2 separate regions of the Oryza sativa genome follow, and region 1 is linked to region 2. The links are chromatin contacts, called in public HiCAR-type maps. All regions are on one chromosome and are shown on one strand. The core of a region is the stretch at or near the end of the contact, and the rest is flanking DNA. Distances in the headings are between cores, read along the strand shown. Region 1 holds the start of LOC136351841 (G-type lectin S-receptor-like serine/threonine-protein kinase B120). Region 2 holds the start of LOC112936426.

Region 1 (5,793 bases), core at 2,953-5,452, 500 kb after region 2:
TTAAAGAAAGTACCAAATGGTAAAGTTGATAGGTTTGAAAATTTTCAACATAATAATTTTAAGAAAAATTAAAGCAATTCTACTCGTCGCTGGTATACCATTTGTGATCTTCATTTGTGCCCACCGCCGTCGAGGCTTGGGGATTTGCTGGATCCTGCCATTGTTGCCGCTTCCCTGCATCTCGCCATTCGCATGAAGCTGTTGTCGCCGTCGCGGTGTGATCGTTGCATGTAGGTGTTCTTTAACTCTTTGATGCATGTAGATTTGGGAGTTCTTCAACTCTTTCTTTTTTTTCCTTCATCATGTATGCCTGCCACGATTGGCTCTCTCCTCTCCTTGAATAAGTATATTAATATGCAGATCGTTGCATGCAGGCATGGATCTAGGAGAAATCATCTAAAGGTTGTGCTTGATGCATTTGGATTTGGGAGTTCTTTAACTCTTTCCTTCCGTTCTTTTTTTTAAAAAAAAAAATTTCCTTCATCATGTATGCAATTGATTTGCGCATGGGAACTTGGATTGGTTTGTGCATGGGAAGTTGGATAGTAGATGGATTAATACCTGAGTTAGGAATATAATGATGAAATGCATAACCACGATTTTGTTCCTCAGGCAGCAGCGACCAACCAAACAAGTAAATACTCAGGCTGCCTGACCAGGCAACATTTGTTCTCTTCTTACATGCCACTCAGGTGTGCGAATTTATCAGGCACGGTTGTGAGGGCACCAACCAAACATGCTCTTGATCCGCCGGGTTGTTTAACATTGCAGTGCTTCTTTGTGGATTCCTTCCTTTAATCTGAATAAAAAGGACTCAGAGCTGCTATATTGATTCTTTGTGGATTCCTTCCTTTAATCTGAACAAAAAGGACTCAGAGCTGCTATATTGAGTTCATCAGAGGTATATGTGTGGCAAATTCCACTCTCTATCTTTCTCTAATCATTTTCTAGGTAAGCTGTAAGTAATCTGCTACAATGAAGTCATGCTCACAATGAACAATCAGTGCTATGTAGTCAGGCTTATTAAAATTTGATGAGTTGCATCTGCAATATTTTAATCCTTATGCTCATGCAAATTAACTTTTTTCATATCAGTGCAGTACAATCTTGAGTTTTCAACTGATTATTGATACGTATAATCTTGAGTTTTCAACTGATCAATACAAGACCCATAATTGTAAGTATCATCTTTAGCACTAGAAACCGAAAAACAAGCCCAAAATTTTAAGACTTCCAGTTCCATACACTCTACAGCTAACTTCAGTCAGGCCTACAACAGATACCTTCTCCTCGAAGTAACTTATCAGTACATCCACGAGTCTCTGAAACTAAGCAAGAAATGCATCAGCTCTAGTATACGACAGCACAGTTCAATGCTTGGTAATTAAGCAGGCTTCACCATATAAATTAAGACATACTTATGGTAACCATCTCGCAGGACGTCAGAGAATCACAAGGAAGAAACCAGTGCTGTTGTCAATAACCCCTCCAGATAAATTATAGCAGGCAGGCAACTATCTTTACACAGAGGATATGCCTTTGATCACGCCTAATGCGTGCCTCAAACCAGTCATTCAATTATTATTTCATCTCACACATTGACATGATTTATCACTGCCCTAAAGGCCTAGAGAGAGAGAGAAAGAGAGAGAGAGAGAGAGAGAGAGAAAGGTTATTAGGCATGTTGCTGCACCGGGAACTAGACCGGACTTATTAGTGAGCGAGCAGCTCATGGATTGAATTGTCAAAACTCATCGGCCAGGCTGACTCCATAATGCTGAGCTAGGCTCTTCATGTTTCCGTTCTGTACGACATTCTCCAGCATGTCGTACTTCTTGTAATTTCCATCGAGTAATTCCTGCTGCTGCTTTGCCAGCTCCTTCTCCTCTTCCAATTGATTCTGGCAGAAACACAAACACAACACATCAATGCCATGTTACAAGATCAAAGCAACAGCAACTTGGTCCTGGTAAGCAATAGCATCAAGATCCCAAAATACTGTCCTGCTACAAACACAATACTTGGACTAACAACGCTGGGCAAGCGCATAATAGTTCTCCAGTCATGCTTACGGTTATAGTTACTCGTGTTAAATGCAGAATGTGTACTCAATTATCCATTTCTAAATTACAATTTACAACGGCCCAGCGAAAAAATTACAATTTGCAAGAAGCATATTATATGCATATTACAGTAATCAATTTAAGCATGTTATATGCAGACATTCCTCCAGGTCAACAAACTTGATCATAATTCAGAATAAATATATCCATACATGCAAAAACATATTTAGGTTGGCAGAAATTACGCTGTTTAAGGCGTACTGAGCATAAAACAAACATAAGATGGCGATTCTTAAAAGAGGTTAGAAGCAGTGAAATAAATAGTTCATTTAAAAAGGAGTCACTAATTTACCTTTATGAGTGCCATATTTTCTGCTTCTTGCCTTTTTGCTAGGATCCTCAATTTCTTCATTCCTTCATACTCTGTTCCATCTTCTTGTTTTACCCACCGGAACTCTTTCTTGATGTCAGGGCAAGGAGGGCGTTCCCGAAACATGTCGGGCTTTGCACATGTAGCTCTTACAGGCCTTGGCATCCCGCCAATTATGAAAGGGAAATCATTCATCAAGTCTAGTGCAGCCTTAGCTTGTATTTCGTCATCCAATTCCACCAATGCAGCAGAAGGAATGTCATACGGGATTGTGTAATTAACAATGAACTCCACATCGACAACATTTGCACATTGGGCAAGGGCTGCTTTAAGTACTGAGCTCGTGACTTGAGGGGAAAGATGATCAATATAGATGGTCCTCTTGACCTTCTTCTCGAAATCAGCATACGCCTTCTTAGCATCTTCATGGGATGTCACCATGGGAGCAGGGGCGGATCCAACTTGGGACATGGGGGTTCAGTTGAACCCCCAAACTGTTACTTGTATTAAGGTTAAGGCTCTGAAATTAAAAGAAGAGCCTCTTCCAGATCTAGAAGAGAAGCTAGGGTTAACGAACGAACGAACGCAAGCAACATCCAGACAAAAGTAGTTCCGACGGGAGAGACAGAGAGAGAGATGAATCAGAAAGAGGCTCACCACGGCTGAGATCGTGGCCGGCGGCTGAGGTGGAGAGGAGGAAGGAAAGCGGAGAAGAGGGGGCAGTGTTTGCGGCGAGGAAGGCCGGGGACGAGGAAGGGAGGGAGAGGGATCTGTGGCGGGTTGAGGGCAAGGTGGAGAAGGGGCGGACGGCGAGGCGGCGCAGTGAGGAGGTGGGTGGGGATCGCCGGTGACGACGACGCACGCTCCGACGGAGAAGGGTAGTTGGCGATGAGCCGCTACTCCTGCTCCCGGGGCGGCATCAAGGCGGTGGAGACGAAAGCCCGAAGCGGCGACAAGATTGGATTTTGGACGAGCGGTTCCTTTTGGGAAACTCTTCCTTCCTTTTTCTCTCTCTATCGAGTGGAGGAGAATTTTCAGAATATACCACCCAATAGTTAGCACACCCAATTCACACTACTTTTAGAAAAGGATACACTACTTAAGCGTGAATTTTCTTCATTCCGTGTCACTCCATCCATCCAAAGCTGCACGTCATCAGTTCATCCTCTCGCGCCGTTTGCCCACACACATCAGGCTGCTGGCGAGCTCGTCCTCCCCCACGCCAGCGAGCTTGTCCTCCCCACACCAGCGAGCTCCTCCTCCCCCACGTGTCTGGCCGCCGGCGAGCTCGTCCTTCCCTATGCCGACGAGCTCATCCTACCCTCCCCACACCGACTTCCCGCCCTTCTGGTAGTTGCTGTCCACCATGTAGCCCTCCCATGGGTTGGTGCGCTAGGACACGCGCGAGCCTTTCCAGATGACCACCTGAAGCGGCTGGTCCGGGTCGCCGCCGAAGGAGAATTTCCCCGGCGACAGGTCGGTGGTGCCCTTCCATGAGACAAGCCGCACGCCACCGCGCGTTCGGTAGATGACGCCGATCTTCATGCCGGGCAGGAATGTGTTGCAGGGGTGCTCGAACGTCTCCCACAAGACGGTGCCATCCGGCAGCCGGAGCACGAGGTTGCTAGAGTTTGCGAGCACCGCCATAGCACCGCCGCCTCCTCCCGACGCCGACGAGTTCACACCGGCGGTGACGTTAGTACTCCAAAGGGCGTGGCCGGTGGCGCCATCGGACAAGACTAGGTTGCCGTCGCTGGCAATGGCGAGCATGGAAGCCGGGGAGGAAGGATGGTCGGCGATGGGCGCCGACTGATCAGCAACCCACACAACGGAGCTGGATGCTCTCTGCCTTCCACCGCTGCCGAAGCTCGACACCCTCTGTCCTCCACCGCTGCTCCCCTCTCCTCCGGCCCTCCACCGTGTGCGCCGATGGCAACGACGGACGGGCGACGACGTGGCTGGCGCGAGCAGTGGCGGACGGATGACGGCGGCGCCGGGAGGATGAAGGACGACGGCGCGACCGACGCTAGGGGATAAAGTGGCACGGAACAAAGAAAATTCGTACTCCAGTGATGTATTCTAAAAGTAGTGCGAATTAGGTGACAAATCATGAAAGCAGTTCGTATTGGATGGTATATTTTGAAAATTCTCTGGGTGGAGTGACATGCAGAGAACTAAAGAAAAGGACTATGTACCATACTGAAATTTACCTAATCAAAACTTCCTTGATCATTTCCTGCTAATGACTGTACCTTCAGTGATCAAGAAAAAGATGATTGACTGGAATAGAAAAAAGAAATCTATACACATTTTTACGTTACTTGTTAGCTGTGATTATACAGCAGTCAGTTGTATTGTGGAAGCAGCATCTGCATTAGTAGATTTGCAGAACTAAATGGAAGTTACCCTTTAGTTAACCTGCCCCAAGTAACAACAATAAACACACACACACACACACTTGGTCATATACCTTGTCCAAGATGCGATAATAAGAAACTCTTCATGATTGTTTGAACAGAGTACAAAAGTCAAGAGAACATTGATCCTCTTAATAGCTTCCACTTTCAATCGGCAAACTAAAAAAAGACTTGATTCAATGACGCACTAACAAACTATAGATTTCTTTTCGTTGAACAATAATATTCCCAGTAAAATTTGTTAATAGAAACTTTACCGTTCAAGAAGTGCCCATCTAGATGAGAAACAGTCTAAAGACGAAATATACAGGAATCGTTATAGGCCTGATCTACAAAGAGAGATTTAGGTGCCTGGCTTAACAGTTCCTCAAAATTGAATACGCTAAACTTCAGGACCTCCAACTTATGTTAGAATTTTTTCAAAGTTTATTTAATTCATAAATATCATTTCATGTACAGATCAACAACGCAAATACCCTGTTAAAAAAATCTCAATTTCAATTATGCTATGTTTTCTTTAATCTGTTTCTTTCCTCTTTGCCAGACAATCTTAATCTGTTTCTTTCCTCTTTGCCAGACAATCTTAATGTGTACACCTTCAATATGCTTTGCAGTCATAAACCTTGAGTTTATTTTTCTCCAACTGGCCATCTGTAAATTGTAACAGTACTCATATTATCAATTACATTACTATATTATAATCACCGACAAAACAGAAATTTAGTTCTTTTATTATATAATCCATGAGCTATAACATGCTAAGATACACGATTTCAGTGAGGTGCAGAAAAATTGATTAATAACCTTTCAACTGCTCTGTTGAGGCAATTGGGAATGGCTTGATCTGCAGCCCACCGAGTTTATGCAACCATTTTGCAATGTGCGTGGCCTGCCTAAACTCATCCGTCTCATCGATTCTGATGGGGAGGAGTTTTCTGTGTTT
Region 2 (6,656 bases), core at 438-2,937:
GATCCATCACACATGACATGTTCATCAAAATCTCCAGATGCACGGAATCTTTGCATCTCCAACTTCCCCGACGACGTTAACCGGATCAAAGCAAAGCCAGTGAACGATGACGACGATTCGTCCTGCAGCAATGTGTTTGGAAGCACGTGGTAGCCAACGACGGTGTTCCTAGTGATGGGCTCATGATCAGTGAATACCTCTCTCATAAGCCCATTGCTGCAACTGCAGTGCTGGCCTATCAAAGAAATCCGAGATGGAACATCCCAAGCATACAGGTGATGAGCATTCTGTGAAGAGGAAGAGCATTGGTCCTTGGGGCCACAGAAGAAGAGATTAAACCCAGTACTCCAGAATGAACCAGCCAGAATGGCGATCCCCGAGCTGGACGCCCACTCATGCTCCTTGGAAGGCCTGAGTTGAGATAGGCGAAACATAGCAATATGATTTGGGTTATGGAGGCCATGCTGCCATGCCAGCACGGGTGTCAGAGGCTGCCTGATATCAAGCACCAACAGAAGACGCTCCGTCGCCACCGACATGAGAAAATCGTCGAACGGAGCCTTGCAGAATGCAAGATAGTGGCATTCGCTGTTGAGAGGAGGATCAGGGTCGAACAACCCTTGCATCCCAACCCTCGCTAGAACCTTGCAGTTTCCAGGATGATCTGGACCATATCTGAGATCAAGGAGTAGGATGGCCTTGGTGGTGGCGACGACGGCCGTCCACGGTTGCGGCCCGTAGTCGCAGCTTAGGCAGGCACCACCCTCGGTGGCAGTGGCAGTGCCAACGCGAAGGACGCTTCCACGGCGTTGGTGGAGATCGAAGCAGCAGAGGTGGGCATTGTCGAGCAGCACAAGGCAGTCGGAGTGCAGATGCTTGCTCCAGCACGCGTGCACGACGGCGGCGTCGAACGCCTGCTTGGCCGCGGGCACGAGCGCAGGCGGGGAGGTAGAACTAGAAGAAGAAGACTCAACCTTGAACCAATTGACCGAGTAGGTGGTGGCAGCGAGAAGGAATCCGTGGACAAGGGGGGTAGCTGCTGCTGGTGAGTGCGAATGCGGCGGGGGGCAGGAGGAGGTGGCGGCGAGGTGGTGGATGCGGTGGCCGGGGTGCATGAAGCCGTGGGTGAGGGTCTGCACGGCCGAGAGGGGGGCGGCAGTGGAGTGGAGAGTAGCGTAGGAGAGATGGTCGGCATTGTGGCCGGAAGGGAAGAAGAGGAGGAGAGAGGTGGAGGGAGCGCGGAGGAGGATGGTGGCGAGCAGGTTGGAAGGCGGCGGCGGCGGGCGGAAGGTGGTGGAGTCGGAGAGGGAGCTGGAGAGGGAGTGGAGGTCGGGGGTGGGGAGGAAGGAGGCGGTGGAGCTGAGAAAGTAGCGGAGGGCGTCGCCGGTGGACTTGGAGTGCGGGGGATGAAACTGGAAGGCGGGGAAGGGGATATTGGTGTGGAGCGTGGCGGGAGGCGGGAGGGGGGAGAAGAGGAGGGGTCCATACCCATTCCCATTCCCATTCTCGTTCCGGTTTGCGACGGCGAGGGACGGCGGCGCAAAGACGGAAGAGACGGGGAAGAGGAAGCGCCATTCCTCCGACAGGTTCATGCTGCTCGGAATCGGATCGGAGCCTGCAGGTGGTTGGGTGGGTGAGCACCTGAGCGGAATGTGGGAAGAGCCCTGCCGGCTGTGCAGCGCACTCATAATCGCTTCTTGGACATCCCGCCTCCTTCACCCACGCTCCCGCGTCTCCTCAGCTTCAAGCCTAGCTGCTACTATCCCCTCTCCTTTGGTAGGGGTTCACATCCAAAAGGCAAAGTTTGCCGTTGCTGCCATCCACACCCTTCGTTTTGTGATCAACTGTTACATGGTTAGACCCCTTTCATGACTAACTAGTACCTGCTATTTATAATGATAGAATTTACTCTCCAAAAAGAATATCAAGAAAAAAAGATAAGACCTCCACAAGCAATGTTGCGACAATGCGCTCCACTGCCGGATCCGACGTTGATGAGCACCCGGTTGTCAGCACCCTGATTTGCCGCTCTCTTCATGATACTAGTAACAACGAAGTATTTATCAGCTCACCTATATAACAAATAATATAGATGCCAATATGCGTATATATGAATCTTTATGTGTAAACGACTAGACTAGTAGCAACAGAGGATCAATATTAGTTGATATCAATCCAATGACTCAGACAAATTAAACCAAGTAGTTTATATATATCCACTGATCGTAAAGATAATAGGCAAAAATATACTTACAGAAACGACACTTAGACCAACCCCAACCAAGATCCACATTAAGGTCTCGACTATAGATGGCCATAAGGCCCGAGGCCTGATGGCCCGGCCCAAGCACAGCATGACACGACTGTTGTCTGGCTCGTGCCGGCCTGGCCCGATAGTTGGGCCGTGCCTGGGCCGATGTCTTAGCACAGTGGGCCGACCCAGAACGACACGGTTAATGGAAAATAGTTGAGGGATCCCAAATAAACTTAATAAACCATATAAGACACGGCCCGAAGAGTAAAGGAACACAAAATATACTTGTTACAGCCATTTAATATAAGACAACCCAAAGAGATTAGGGAGGAAAAATAGACTTATTTTATGAAGAAGCATGATAAGCTATCGTTCCTTCGGGCAGGCCCAAGATTTGTTAGGTCATGCTTGAGCTGTGCGTGTAGCCTGTGGGCAAGTCCAGCCCGGCCTAGCTTGTTGGTCGGGCCGTGCCGGCCCGATTGACCTCAGCCCAGGCCCGATCATGCCTGGGCCATGCCGGGCCAGGCAGCCCATTTGATCATCCATAGTCTTGACCGGCGAAGATGTTTCACTTGATCCACCACGTGTCTGATCAGCCTCCTAACCGTAGACGTAGAAAAACAATGGGAGCACCATTGGTCGTGGCGGCGAAGTATTTGCAACCTCGATGACAAACCAATAAAAATCCAATCGATCTCCCCTCTATGGCTTCGGCTGTCTAGCAATATATGGCACATATATAGGCCCAGGCGCCCAGCCAACCGGACTCTTGAATAACACTGCAGGCATGCAAGCCGAGCCTATATGGGAAAAAAACACCTTTAAATCCTAACCTTAAAAATAATAAAATAATAAAAAAACTGTCCGTGCGCTGCAACGAGTAAAAGCGTTTTTTCAATGGTATCAACAGGTATGAGGAGTTTAGCAATAAATTGAAACATTAATATCTATCGCTACATACATTATAATCGAAAAGGTTAATGAAAATTCTTCCTTGGTTTGGGCAGAAAGCCGACTCCTTTCTTCCTTTTCAAATTCAGCCAAGTCTGCTACCTCCATTAGCTCGCCTACCTCTCTTCGGTCCAGCCCATGGAGCCGTAGGACCAGCGTCCAGCCCATAAGTGGAGCTGTAGGACTAGCATCCTCAATCTCGCCTACCTCACTTCGGTCCAGCCCATAAGTGGAGCCGTAGGATCAGTATCCTCAACCTTTAGAAGACAGTCCTGTCCCATGCACGTACTATGTCGGAGACTATCCTCTCCACCAAATCCGATAAACTACTAGGGAAAGCTCGCCGGTCAGCCATCATCAAAATCAATTAAATCTGGCGAATTAGAGCCACATTGATTGAAAGAGTAAATCATGATGAAAATGACGAGGGAAGAGTCGGGAATTGATTTTTCAATCAGTTGAAAGAGGAAACATACTGGGAGGCATATTAATGTGGCGGGCAGTGCTAGAGTTCGGCCCGGCAAGGTTGGAGGTGTGCTCTGTGTGTGGGATCAGACGGGCCTAGAGGAGACGGATGAAAAAAACTGGAATACTTACCTATTTTTTAAGTAGGCATAGATAGATTTGTAAGGACTCGAATAGGATCTCTTGTGTATAAGTGCTAGTCCAGGATCAAACTAGCACACACAGACACAAAGATAATATTACAACCAACATCACGAAGGAAACCTAATATTTAGTATTAATAATAACTATGATAATCCTTATGGCTAAAGTTTACATTTATTCTGCCACGAAGGGCCTAAGGAAAATATTAAAATAGTAGCGGAAATAAGATAAACGTGTAGTAGTTCGATTCAACTCACCACAGGCAGTCAACTGGGACACACGACATATTCCTCGTCTTCAGCAGTAAACTCCTTAGGAAATAGTGGAAACCTTTCTTCTGGAATTGGGGGAATTGCAAGGTGAGTACATGGAATACTCAGCAATTACACGTTAATATTCATATGCAAGGCTGACGAAGAAAGCGATAGCTATTTTGCATAATAGAGCAATTTGCAGTTATAAACAATTTATAAACAGAGATTTGAACAACATTTATAAATAACTGGTGTTACCATCCATCCATCCACACAGGACCTCATAGCTATATTCATTAACCTGCACACAGCTCATTCCCATATTTCACAAACTACCCCTCATGAGATATCACCGAGCATGTCCATGACCGCTGACGCGGCTATTCGAATAGATTAGTTTAACACTCTACAGAGGTTGTACACCTGGACCCACAAGATACATCGTCCTTTTAATGGCCATGCGTAAATTTCATACTTCAGGTTGTGTGCGGCCAAGGAGTCTATAATGAGGCTTTTTAGAAACTCCGTCCCAACGATACCTTCCCCCATGAGACACATTTCCCTCACACAGACAAGAAAGTACCCCTGGCTAACATAAACTCCTATCATCTAGCCACCTGGGCCGACAGTGCCAAGACTCGGAATCATACTAGGCCTGGTTCTTTCCATGAGATCATGTGGTTGCACGTTAGGCTCAGATCAATTAATGGCTTATGAAGTCAAGTCTTTAATTGACCAAGGCAACTTACCAAACTACAAAAGCACACAGCTCAACAGTAGACTGACAGAGAGACCGTACCCAACAACGATCACACATGTACATGACCACCTAACCAGGTTCACATAGAACCACCCAGCACCCCGGTCGAAAATGTTCTATCCGCCCATTGTTTACTACACGGTGCAACACATGCTACCGGAAAGATAGCACACATCCAAACAGTTCATATAAAAGTGATTACAAGTATATGATTAATCAAAATTGTATTTTGCTTGTAAAACAACATTAAACGGGGCTAAGCATAACTACTCTACCTTGAGTTGAGCCCAATGTTCAACTCACAAAGACTAGGGTGACAAGGTATCATGGACAATCAATAATTATCAAAGGTAGGATAATAATAACAATTAGGTCATGCTACCCATCAATAGTTTATAAATAAAGTAATGCATGTATTCAAAACAAAACATTTTACAAATGGGCTCCATATGTTCAAAGAGTGCACTTGCCTTGATCCCAGTACTGTCCTTGCATAGCGTCTTCTGAAATGAACTGCTCTTTTGCTTCAACATCTACATGGTCGCAAACGAAGAACAAATAAACAAAAGAAAAATCTAACTAATTAATATCAAATGAAATAACCAATTAAACCAGGAGGTAGAGCTCGATTATTTTAGAAGAATTTAGGAAGAAGAACTGGTCGAATCGGAGTTCGAATGACAAAGTTATGGCTTCCGGAAGTTTGAATTTACAGAAAATCCGAAGATAAAAGAAAAAGGAATATTCCGGGAATATTCTCTGGATATTTAATTTCGGAAATTTGATTATTTTTGAATAGGAAAATATGGTGGGCCTACTGTCAGTCAGGGGTATAGAGTTAGTGGACTCGGTTGATGTAGACAGACATGTGGCGACACATGCCAATGAGATGGCACCGACAGGATGGATCTAGGGCTGACGTGGCATAGGTTAGGGTTATATAGATCTAACGGTTGAGATTGAATCTACGGGGTTTGGATGGCTGTGGTTATTTGGGGATTTTTTTGTTGTGGGATCCACAGGTCAGCTACACAGGGGAGGAGGAAGTGCAGCCATGGCTCCATGGGCACGCTCCGGCGCAACGGCGTCGACGATAGTGTTCTGCGGCAACGGCGCACGGGGGCAGCGACTAGCGGCGGCATCGGTAGGAGGAGGCGGAGGCGAAGCTGGTGGCGTGGCACGGCGCTCCGGGATAGCGTGGAGGCGGTGCATCGCGATGGGATTGTGTTGACGCAAAAAACACACACTGGCCTGGGAGATCTGCTTAGCTCCAGTGCAGGTCCAAAGATTGATGAGGTGTGGGCATGCCAGTCAGTTTGATCTTGCAACTGACAAGACATGTGAACATCATATCAATAAGCCGATCGGCTGACAAACCGATCGATGGAGTAATTTCAGCCGATGCCGATACCAGCCGATAGCAATAGGGTTTCGAGCTATCGACTAAGTGTTTAATGTGGAGCCTGACACTTGATGTAAATACCAATATAAAGACAATCGGCTGATGATAATATGATATAACAATAATATAGTCCAATAGAAACCAATCGGCTAATAATAATATGATAGGATAAGTGTTGATCCGAAGGTTAAAGCATACATCGGCTGGAGGTCCGATGTCGTAAAATCCACAACATTAGATTAAACAATAAAATCTTTGTTGCCATCGGCTAAATCTAACTTGTATGTAATCCTTGTAAGCCGATGCAACATCCAGATAACTCATCGGCTGAAACCCCGATGAAACCCTTATTGACAGTCAAAAAGCAGGATTGGGACTATGCTAAACACGACTTAGTAGATCAAATTTAACTGATGCAACAGTAAG

What was found. HiCAR-type assays count read pairs that join an accessible place to other places.
Region 1: a contact with region 2 is called in a HiCAR-type map of leaf, with 3 times the contacts expected there. The contact joins the promoter of LOC136351841 here to the promoter of LOC112936426 in region 2. A contact is called at or near these places in 1 of 15 Hi-C or Micro-C datasets (panicle) and 1 of 4 datasets of contacts at active chromatin or transcription factors (leaf).

Annotation. Positions count from the first base shown.
Region 1 is chr9:5,011,920-5,017,712 of ASM3414082v1, forward strand. LOC136351841 (G-type lectin S-receptor-like serine/threonine-protein kinase B120) reads right to left here and starts at 4,203. Exons shown (of 1, transcript XM_066304264.1): 1 at 3,826-4,203. The coding sequence starts at 4,203. The coding sequence ends at 3,826. LOC4346396 (ASI1-immunoprecipitated protein 1) reads right to left here and starts at 3,408. Exons shown (of 3, transcript XM_015756192.3): 1 at 3,091-3,408; 2 at 2,416-2,983; 3 at 1,472-1,900. The coding sequence starts at 2,904. The coding sequence ends at 1,745. LOC136351898 (a long non-coding RNA gene) reads right to left here. Exons shown (of 3, transcript XR_010735177.1): 2 at 5,655-5,793; 3 at 5,239-5,501.
Region 2 is chr9:4,514,987-4,521,642 of ASM3414082v1, forward strand. It overlaps LOC112936426, which reads right to left and starts at 1,688. Exons shown (of 2, transcript XM_026020374.1): 1 at 1-1,688. The coding sequence starts at 1,688.